Regions from separate parts of the Mus musculus genome. Here region 2 is linked to region 1. A link is a contact called in public ChIA-PET data. All regions are on one chromosome and are shown on one strand. The core of a region is the stretch at or near the end of the contact, and the rest is flanking DNA. Distances in the headings are between cores, read along the strand shown.

Region 1 (4,134 bases), core at 890-3,389:
CTCTGAGGATCATGGATACCACCTTTTTACTAGTATCCTCCTGGATCACTGTCTATAGTAAACTAAACTGGACACAGCCAACTAGAAAGAATGCTATCTGTAATGCGTTTGATGCTGGTGGGGTTGAGCACAGTTTATACCTCAAAGCCCCAACGTGTCCTATAGGTGGTGGAGAGTATGTAGCATGGGTTTGGGCTTTTATTTCTTATGAATGAAATCCCTGCTCTTTATACTTTGTTCTCAGGAAACTTGAACCATGAGACATAGTCGAGACCTGGCCAGAGAGCCTAAGTGTTTCTCATGACATTTCTTCAAGGAATCAATGTCTTGAGGGACTTGAGTGCTAGGGTCCTATGGTGGTTTGAATAGGAATGGCCTTTGTAGACTCAAGTGTTTAAATGCTTGGTGCATAGGGAGTGGCACTATTAGGAGGTGTGGCTTGTTGGAGTAGGTGTGGTCTTGTTAGAGGAAGTGGGTCATTGTGGGGGCAGGCTTTGAGGTCTTCTATGCTCAAGCCACACCCAGTATGGCACACAGTCCCCTTCTAAGGCTGCCTGCAGATCAACAGGTAGAACTCTCAGCTCCTTCTCTAGCAACATGTCTGCCTGTGTGCTGCCATGCTTTTGCCATGATGATACTGGACTGAGCCTCTGAACTGTAAGGCAGCCCTAATAAATGTTTTCCTTTATAAGAAGGTCATGGTGTCTCTTCACAGCAATGAAACTCAAACTAAGTCAGGCCTTTACCTACTTATTTGGCTGTGTGGGGCCTGGAATAAGGCAGACTTGGAGATGCAGGATCGGGTCTGGCCCAGGTGAGGCGGGTCTGGCCCAGGTGAGGCTGGTCTGGAATTGGCTTGCTTTTGATACTTAATAATCAGTTTCCAGCAGGACTCCTTCCATCAGAAGATAGGAAAATCCAATTCTATGATACCTAAAGAAAAAACAAAGAGACCTTACTAGATCTTGTTACTGAAAAGTTTGGAGTGCAGCTGCCTGCAGTTGCTAAGATGACATCACCAGAATCCCATGTCTTTCCTCTCTTCTCTGTCCTCTTCCCTCTGTCTGGTTCACTTTTCTCCATGTTAGCTTGTCTCTGAGGCTCATCTTCTTTCCAGAGGGCGAAGAAAGAAGAAGAGTGAGGGAGAGAGTTTGAGTCTGGATGGATCATAGCAAGGAAAACATATGAAGAAAAGAGAACAGACATAATGAGAAAAAAGCTCTTCCTCTTGTATGAATTTTCCTACTTCTGTCTTGTAGCATCTTTCTGGCTTTTCCTCATGGCTTCTGGATTTCATTTGTCTTCATACATCTGCTGACTCTTGCATTTTTGAATAATGAAGAGGTGAAAAGTTATCCATGAATCAAAAGATTCTCATTTAACGTTGTTGGCATCATTGTGGGTGAGTGTATAAAGCTAGCTTTGGAAGCAAGGCTGGCGATGTAGTTTGTTTGTAGAATGCTTGTCTGCCATGCGCCTTAGCATCACATAAAACCAAATGTGGTAGTACACTGTAATCCTGGTGTTCAGAAGGTGTAGACAGTAGAACCATGGGTTCTAGGTCATCTTTAGGTACATAGCAGGTTCAAGGCCAGCCCAAACTATATGAGACTTTGTCTCAGTAAAAAACAAAAACAACAAACAAAACCAAACTAACCACTTTTGGAACTTCCTCGGGACTGAACCCCCACTTCCTACTTTAAGTTGACATATTTGATATCTCAGACATTTTTTTTCTTATAGTAGCGTAAGTTGGGAAGCAGAAATGAAACCAAAGACGATGCTGCTGCTGCGGGGTATGGGGGTTGACCTCAGAGGAGCTGGTGATGAACCTCAGAGATGCGGTGCCTGCATCTGGGACAGGGTGTGATGTGGTTTTAGTTGGAGGATGCCTGCTTCCACCCAGGAGCCAATGGTCACTGATGGAGAAGAAGCTGCTGAAGCTGGTAGTCTAGGCGGAGAGCAGGGGCCAGCTGAAACAGAGCCCCAGAGTGGGTGTGCCCTGGCCTAAGCGGCAGGCTGCCCATGAGAGGGTGAATGTTTGTGTCACTAGCTTTCCGTGGTGCCACCCTACCTAAGCCGGACGGAAGACAGCCAGGCGCTCTGTTTCGCTTAAGCACAATCCTCTACCGGCAGCAGTAAAAGTCTGGTAGCATTCTCGGAGCATCGCTCCGTGCCAAGTACTCTTTGAAAGGCTTTGTACGGGTGATCTCACTTCCTCTATTTGCGGTTGGGAAGATAGCACCTGCTTGCCAGATGAGAGAACATAAAGGTTAAGTAAATTGCCCTGGGTCGTATAACCAGTACAACTCGATGAGAACCAAGGGGAGACATGTATGGACACGGAACTCGATCCTAGAGCTTAGTGTCTAAATGTCAGACTGTTTGGGAAAGTAACCTCACTCTTGGCAGCATTATCAAGTGCAGACCTCAGAAGGTCAAGGGAGGACTACGCTGGGCTCAACAGTATATTGGGAACGGAGCCATTGCTCTTTCCCCAACCAAGGGGATCACGATTTAGCGATGCCTTCTTTGCTGTCTAGGCCCCTCCACTTGGTCTCTAACATATAGCAGGGTTTCCTTCTCAAGCCCAGGGCTGTCTTGGAACCATCTCCTTTCTCTTTGCCCAGAAGACTCTGTCCTCTGTGGATGTTTTCTTTATCACGGTCCTTCCAGATGGTTCCATGTCTGCCACTGAAAACACACACACACACACACACACACACACACACACATATATATATATATATACACATACATATATATATGTATACATATACATATCTATATATGTGTACATGTGTATGTGTATATTTGTGCATACATTTATATACACATGTGTATATATGCATATACATACATGTACACTATATGTGTGTATATGTACACATACATATATATTTATATGCATATACACATGTGTGCATATTTACATGCATATATGCACATATATGTATATAGATATGTGTATATATGTATGTATGTGTCTATACACATACTTTCTTTTTTAACACACCAAGTTCAGTTTCCCCTCCCTTCCCTCCTCCCCACACCTTTCCTCTGCCTCATCCCCCCACCCCTATCCACCTCTCCTTCATTTTTCTTCAGAAAAGTGCAGGCCTCCTATGAATATCAACCAACCATGGCATATCAAGTTGCAGTAAGACTAGGCACCTCCCCTTGTACTGAGGATGGATGAGGCAACCTAGTGGGAGGAAAAGGACCCCAAAAGCAGGAGAAAGAGTCAGAGATAGGATTTCCTCTCACTGCTAGGAGTTCTACAGGAAGACCAAGCTACACAACTCTAACCTATATGCAGAGGGCCTAGGTCAGTCTCATGCAGGCTTTCTGGTTGGTGGTTCAGTCTCTGTGAGCTCCTATGAGTCCAGGTTGGTGGCTTCTGTGGATTTTCTTGTGGTGTCCTTTGCCCCTCTTCCTCCCTTTCCCTTCTGCAGGATTCTCTGAGCTTCAGAGACCACAGCCCAACATTAGATGAAACACTCCTTCTTCTTTTGGGGGGTGGGGGTGGTTTAGACAGGGTTTCTCTATAGCCCTGGCTGTCCTGGAACTCACTCTGTAGACCAGGCTGGCCTCGAACTCAGAAATCCACCTGCCTCTGCCTCCCGAGTGCTGGGATTAAAGGTGTGTGCCATCACTGCCCGGCTCACTCCTTCTTCTTAAGGGCCAGCACACACAACAATCATCTGTGAGCTGGCTCAGCTTTCAAACTTGACAACTGAGTTTGATCCTGATAACCCATATGGTAGAAGGAGAGAGGCAGTTTCTGCAGGGTGTCTGACCTCCGTGGATCTGCTGTGGTATGCGTACACACACACACACACACACACACACACACACACCCATGCAATAAAAAATTAACAGAAAATCTTTCATGCTGTATAAACTTACATGGTTTTATACCATTGGAAGGGATTGTTTCTAATATTATAGTAAAAGGATGTTTGTACCCATCTTTGCTTGGAGTTGCTGCAAATGTTCTTTATTTCTAGTTTAGGAGGGCTCAGGCCAAGAAGAAAAAGCTGGACACCACCCCCTCATACCCAACTATACTGTTATATAGATGTCAGAGAGACAAAGAGAGAGAGAGTGTGAGAGAGAGACAGACAGAGAGAG
Region 2 (4,134 bases), core at 1,016-3,515, 92 kb before region 1:
AAAACCTTAAAAAATAAAAACCAACAACTGTCAATATATTCGTTCTAATTCTATCTTTGTTGCTGTGATAAAACACCCTGAATCAAAAACATCTTAGGGGAGGAAAGGTCATGGCCTAACAGCGAGGGAAGTCAGGACAGGAGCTCAAGCAGGAACTGAAGAAGAGACTATGGGGGAGCGCTGCTCAATCGCTCACCATTTACCTGTTTTTCCTACATAGCCCAGGACCACCTGCCTAGGGAATTACGCTGCCTACTATGGGCTAGGCAATCCCCACGTAGACAAGTCGATGGCGGGCTACTCTGATCTGGGCAATCCCTCAACCAAGACTCCCTTCTCCCACCAGTGATGCTAAACAGTTACACAGTTAGTACACAAACTTCATTTTACTCAAACAAAAAGCGTAAAGAGCTAATATAACGTGTGCAGCTATACAGTGTGACGCTGCTGGACTCCTGAAACTAGAGCTGTCTCTAAGAAGCAAGCGGGTTCTCTGGTCTACTCTGAGGCTCTGGGCTGGACTTAAAATCCTGATCCTTCGCTGCCTCGGCCCACTGAGGGCTGAGATTACAGACAGTACCACCATGGTCAGCCGGTGCTTTTTGTTTACATCAGAAGTGAAATAACGATGTTATACTGCCTCAGACAGAGAGAAAAAGAGATGTCTATTTCATAGCCTAATGAAACATGAAAAGGCTCTAACTTCCTATCATTATGACAACTCATGAACTAACGTAATTATTAGACTTGCCTGAGAGTCGTCACCCTGACACATTCAGACAAGCGGCTAGCCCGCGCTTCAAGGAGCATCTCTTCTGTGCTTAAGGCAAACTCCATCTTAGAAATGCTTGACAAGTTAAAAATGTTCTAGTTTATGTGACAGTTAGGACAACATTCTCTACGGCAATCTAATTGCAAATTCGGTTCCCTAGGCCAGCTTTCAACAGCGCATCCGGGCCACAAAGTGACTGAAGGATGGTACGGAAACAAAATGGCCTGGGTCTCAGTTTGGGAAGCAGGGGTTCTGTGGACGTTGGAGAAAGGAGTCTTTCTTCCTCTTTATGCGCACACCCACCTATGCTATGTGTACCTGCCAGATAGAAGATTACTGCTTTACTTTCTAACAGAAGGATCTCCCCCCACCCCCACCCCCACCCCACACCCCCGCCACAACAGTCAAATTCCTTCCTTTACACAGCAAATGCTGGTGGCCTTTCCAGCTGGCAAGAAGCCAATCACACCCACCCTAACTATGCTACAATGTGAAACGCTGCCCAACCACGACTATGTCTGAGGTGTGAAGAGATAAGAAGGTGTTGCAAGATCCCCACCTGAGGGTTCCCCAGAACTACCCTATCTATCATCTTGCTCCCTAACCACACCCAAGATCTAAGCACCAGCGAGGCAATGCTATGAGCTGGCTGGCCCCTGCTCCCTTCGCTGATCTGCCTTCACCAGTTGCAGCTTCAGCCGAGCAAAGCTGATCCAAGAGCAAATACACTTATCAGAGTGCAGGAAACATCAACTCCTTCAAGAGAAGCCATACTGATGGCAGAAGGGCGAGCAACGGACAGTGATGGGGGCGATATCTATCTCCTTACGGCTGGACACGGTGGTCACTTCCAAAGCTTCTGTCATGCTGTTACAAAGACCATGCTGAAAACTGTATCCTGTACTGTCCCAACTCATCTATTTGGCCCTGGTTATTTATTCCCTTCAGCCCATCGCTGCATCCTGTGCTTGCTTTAAGTGTCTAGGAGCATGACAATTCAGAGAACTGACTTCCCTCTGACTTGTGCTTAAGAGACAGCTGGCTGGTGTTTGTTCTGTGGAGGTGTGATGCTCTTTCGCGCCTTCCCGAGGGAGAGGTAGGAAGACTATAAACCTTGCTCTTAAGGACTCATTTCCAGTGTGAAGGTTTTCTTCTGCTTGGACACCTGAGTACAGGAGCAAGACTACATTAACTCCTTGTGATCGTATGCTCTGTGTGTGTGTGTGTGTGTGTGTGTGTGTGTGTGTGTGTTCCACTGTAGTAGAGCATTCCAGATTTAGGGGTGGAAGGGTAACAAGAGAGGAGAAAGACCTCAATCTCTCCTGAAGGAGCCTCCTGGAAAGCTTGCTGCCCAGTGCAATGGGGATAAGGGTGGTCTTGAATCCTGTTAACTATAGTTCCCCAAAGACTGAAAACCAAGAATTACAGCCACTTGGCCAAGAACCCAGCCAAGCTGCCTGGCACTCTAGCCAGTCTCTCGGCCTTATCACACTTCCTGAGACTGTTCGTTCACAGCTGTCTGAAGGCTCTGCTGGGCCAATCCACCGGCAGCATTACCTTATCCATCCTGCTTGCTCAGAATTATTTTCCATATTCCATACCAGTTATGGGATGGAGTGGGTCCCTCCCAATAGATAGGTCAAAGTCCTAATTCCCAAGGACCAGTGAGTCCCGAGGGTGACCTTATTTGGAAATAAAGTCTCTTCAGATAAAGCTAAGATGAGGTCATGAGGGTGGGCCCTACAGTAACTCCCGATGTCCATAACAAGAGAAACCAGAAACACAAGGAGGGGTGGGGGTTGAGGGCAGCAGCACTGTAGCTAGAGATAGGAACTGAAGTGCTCCAGGCCAGGAAAACTCCTGGCTGGGAGGAACAGGAAGAATCAAGCAAGGATTCCCTGAAGACTAAGAAACCGCCCTGGCCAGTATCTGGCCACGGGACGACCAGTGTCCACATCTCAGTAGAGAGTGAAGATCTGTTGTAAACCCCAAGACTGGAGGATGCAAGTCTTACACTCCTTGGGAAAGTAGCTTACTCCTCAAACAACACTCGTGTGTATACACACACACACACACACACACACACACACACACACACACAAATCCTCTAAAGCACCTCACCTGTAAGGAGCTACGAAAACACATTTCCACATCCCTTATCCTTAATATTCCAAAGGAGCCTCCAGGCTTCATTCAAGATTTTTAAAAACACATTTATCTCTATTTCTGGAGGTTCTGTAGTAAACTGGGGAAGGTCTGTCTAGCTTTCAAAATTAGTAAGGACATGGGTTGCATCGTCTTAAGTGTTTCTTCATGAAGAAGGAATGTTCCCCAACTCACTGACTGGGACACTGCCTGCATCCAACACGATGCAGCTCCTGGCTTGCACGTCAGAAGGAAATAGAGAGGCAGCAGTTGCTGTATGTGTAGACACTCATTTCCTTACACATTTACCAGGCAAATGCAGCCAACGCATTAACCATGCCACAAGCACGGTAACCCAGTAAAAGGCCAGGAAGAGGCAGGACATTACACTTTTATTAGGAAGGTGACGAAGAGACATATTAGTGTCTGATGAAAATACGTCAGCTTGCCTCCTGTTCTCCAACCCAGGCAAACACAGGGAGCTACAGTCATTGAGACGTGTATTGGTGTGTGTGTGTGTGTGTGTGTGTGTGTGTGTGTGTGTGTGGCCACGTGTGGAGTTGTGTATGTGGGTGTAAGTGACACTGGGTGTCTTTCCTGATCACCCTATCGGACATGCTGAAGCTAGGTATCTCACTTGAACCCAGAGCTCACTAATTCAGACAGTCTAGACAGCCGGGACACTCCCTCTGCCACCACATACAAGCACATGTCCCCCTGAAACTGACAAGACTCTGGGATCTGAACTCTCTGCTCTACGCACTGAGGCAAGTCCTGAGCTATCCTGTTTGGACACTTTTTAATGCATTTTGAAAGACTTCGTTTACAAAAGTGACCCATGGCTTAAGCAGTACATAGATGGACATCGAGTGTTCATGGAAATGTCATCCACCGGCAGCTACACAGCCTGTCTGTCCATCAGCAACCGGATACCAGCTGCAAGGGGAATGGTCAAAGTTAGGGTTGCTGATCGATCAACCTAGCTTCTCCGGGTGGGGCCGGTGCCTCCAGAAACCTCAGAGTGGAGAAGCAAAACAGAGAAGAGGCCAGAGTGTCACAAAGAGAGCCTGGAGCTACATGGCTAACTGAGAGGAAGAAAGGAGCCAGCAGCAAGGAATCCCAGTGGCCTCTAGAAATCAGACAGATGCTAGACCAGTGGTTCTCAATCTGTGGTCAGAACCCCTTTGGGGGTGGCATATCAGATATCCTGCCTATCA

Evidence for each region. ChIA-PET counts read pairs in DNA pulled down with a chosen protein or histone mark.
Region 2: a contact with region 1 is called in an RNA polymerase II ChIA-PET map of memory CD8 T cells, with 99 read pairs. The contact joins two enhancer-like sites. A contact is called at or near these places in 1 of 15 datasets of contacts at CTCF or cohesin (CD8 T cells), 1 of 484 Hi-C or Micro-C datasets (cumulus cells) and 3 of 115 datasets of contacts at active chromatin or transcription factors (CD8 T cells, double positive thymocytes and memory CD8 T cells).

Annotation. Positions count from the first base shown.
Region 1 is chr10:70,038,101-70,042,234 of GRCm38.p6, reverse strand. No RefSeq gene overlaps it. Among named protein-coding and RNA genes, the nearest start is that of Ccdc6, 57 kb to the left of the region's middle. Within about 2 kb of position 2,139, at least 93 of the 459 cell types and tissues checked have an H3K27ac peak or open chromatin away from gene starts, as enhancers often do. A contact at or near this core is called in memory CD8 T cells, where this site is marked.
Region 2 is chr10:70,130,587-70,134,720 of GRCm38.p6, reverse strand. All of the region lies in intron 1 of Ccdc6 (coiled-coil domain containing 6), which reads right to left. Among named protein-coding and RNA genes, the nearest start is that of Gm51771, 22 kb to the right of the region's middle. Within about 2 kb of position 2,265, at least 86 of the 459 cell types and tissues checked have an H3K27ac peak or open chromatin away from gene starts, as enhancers often do. A contact at or near this core is called in memory CD8 T cells, where this site is marked.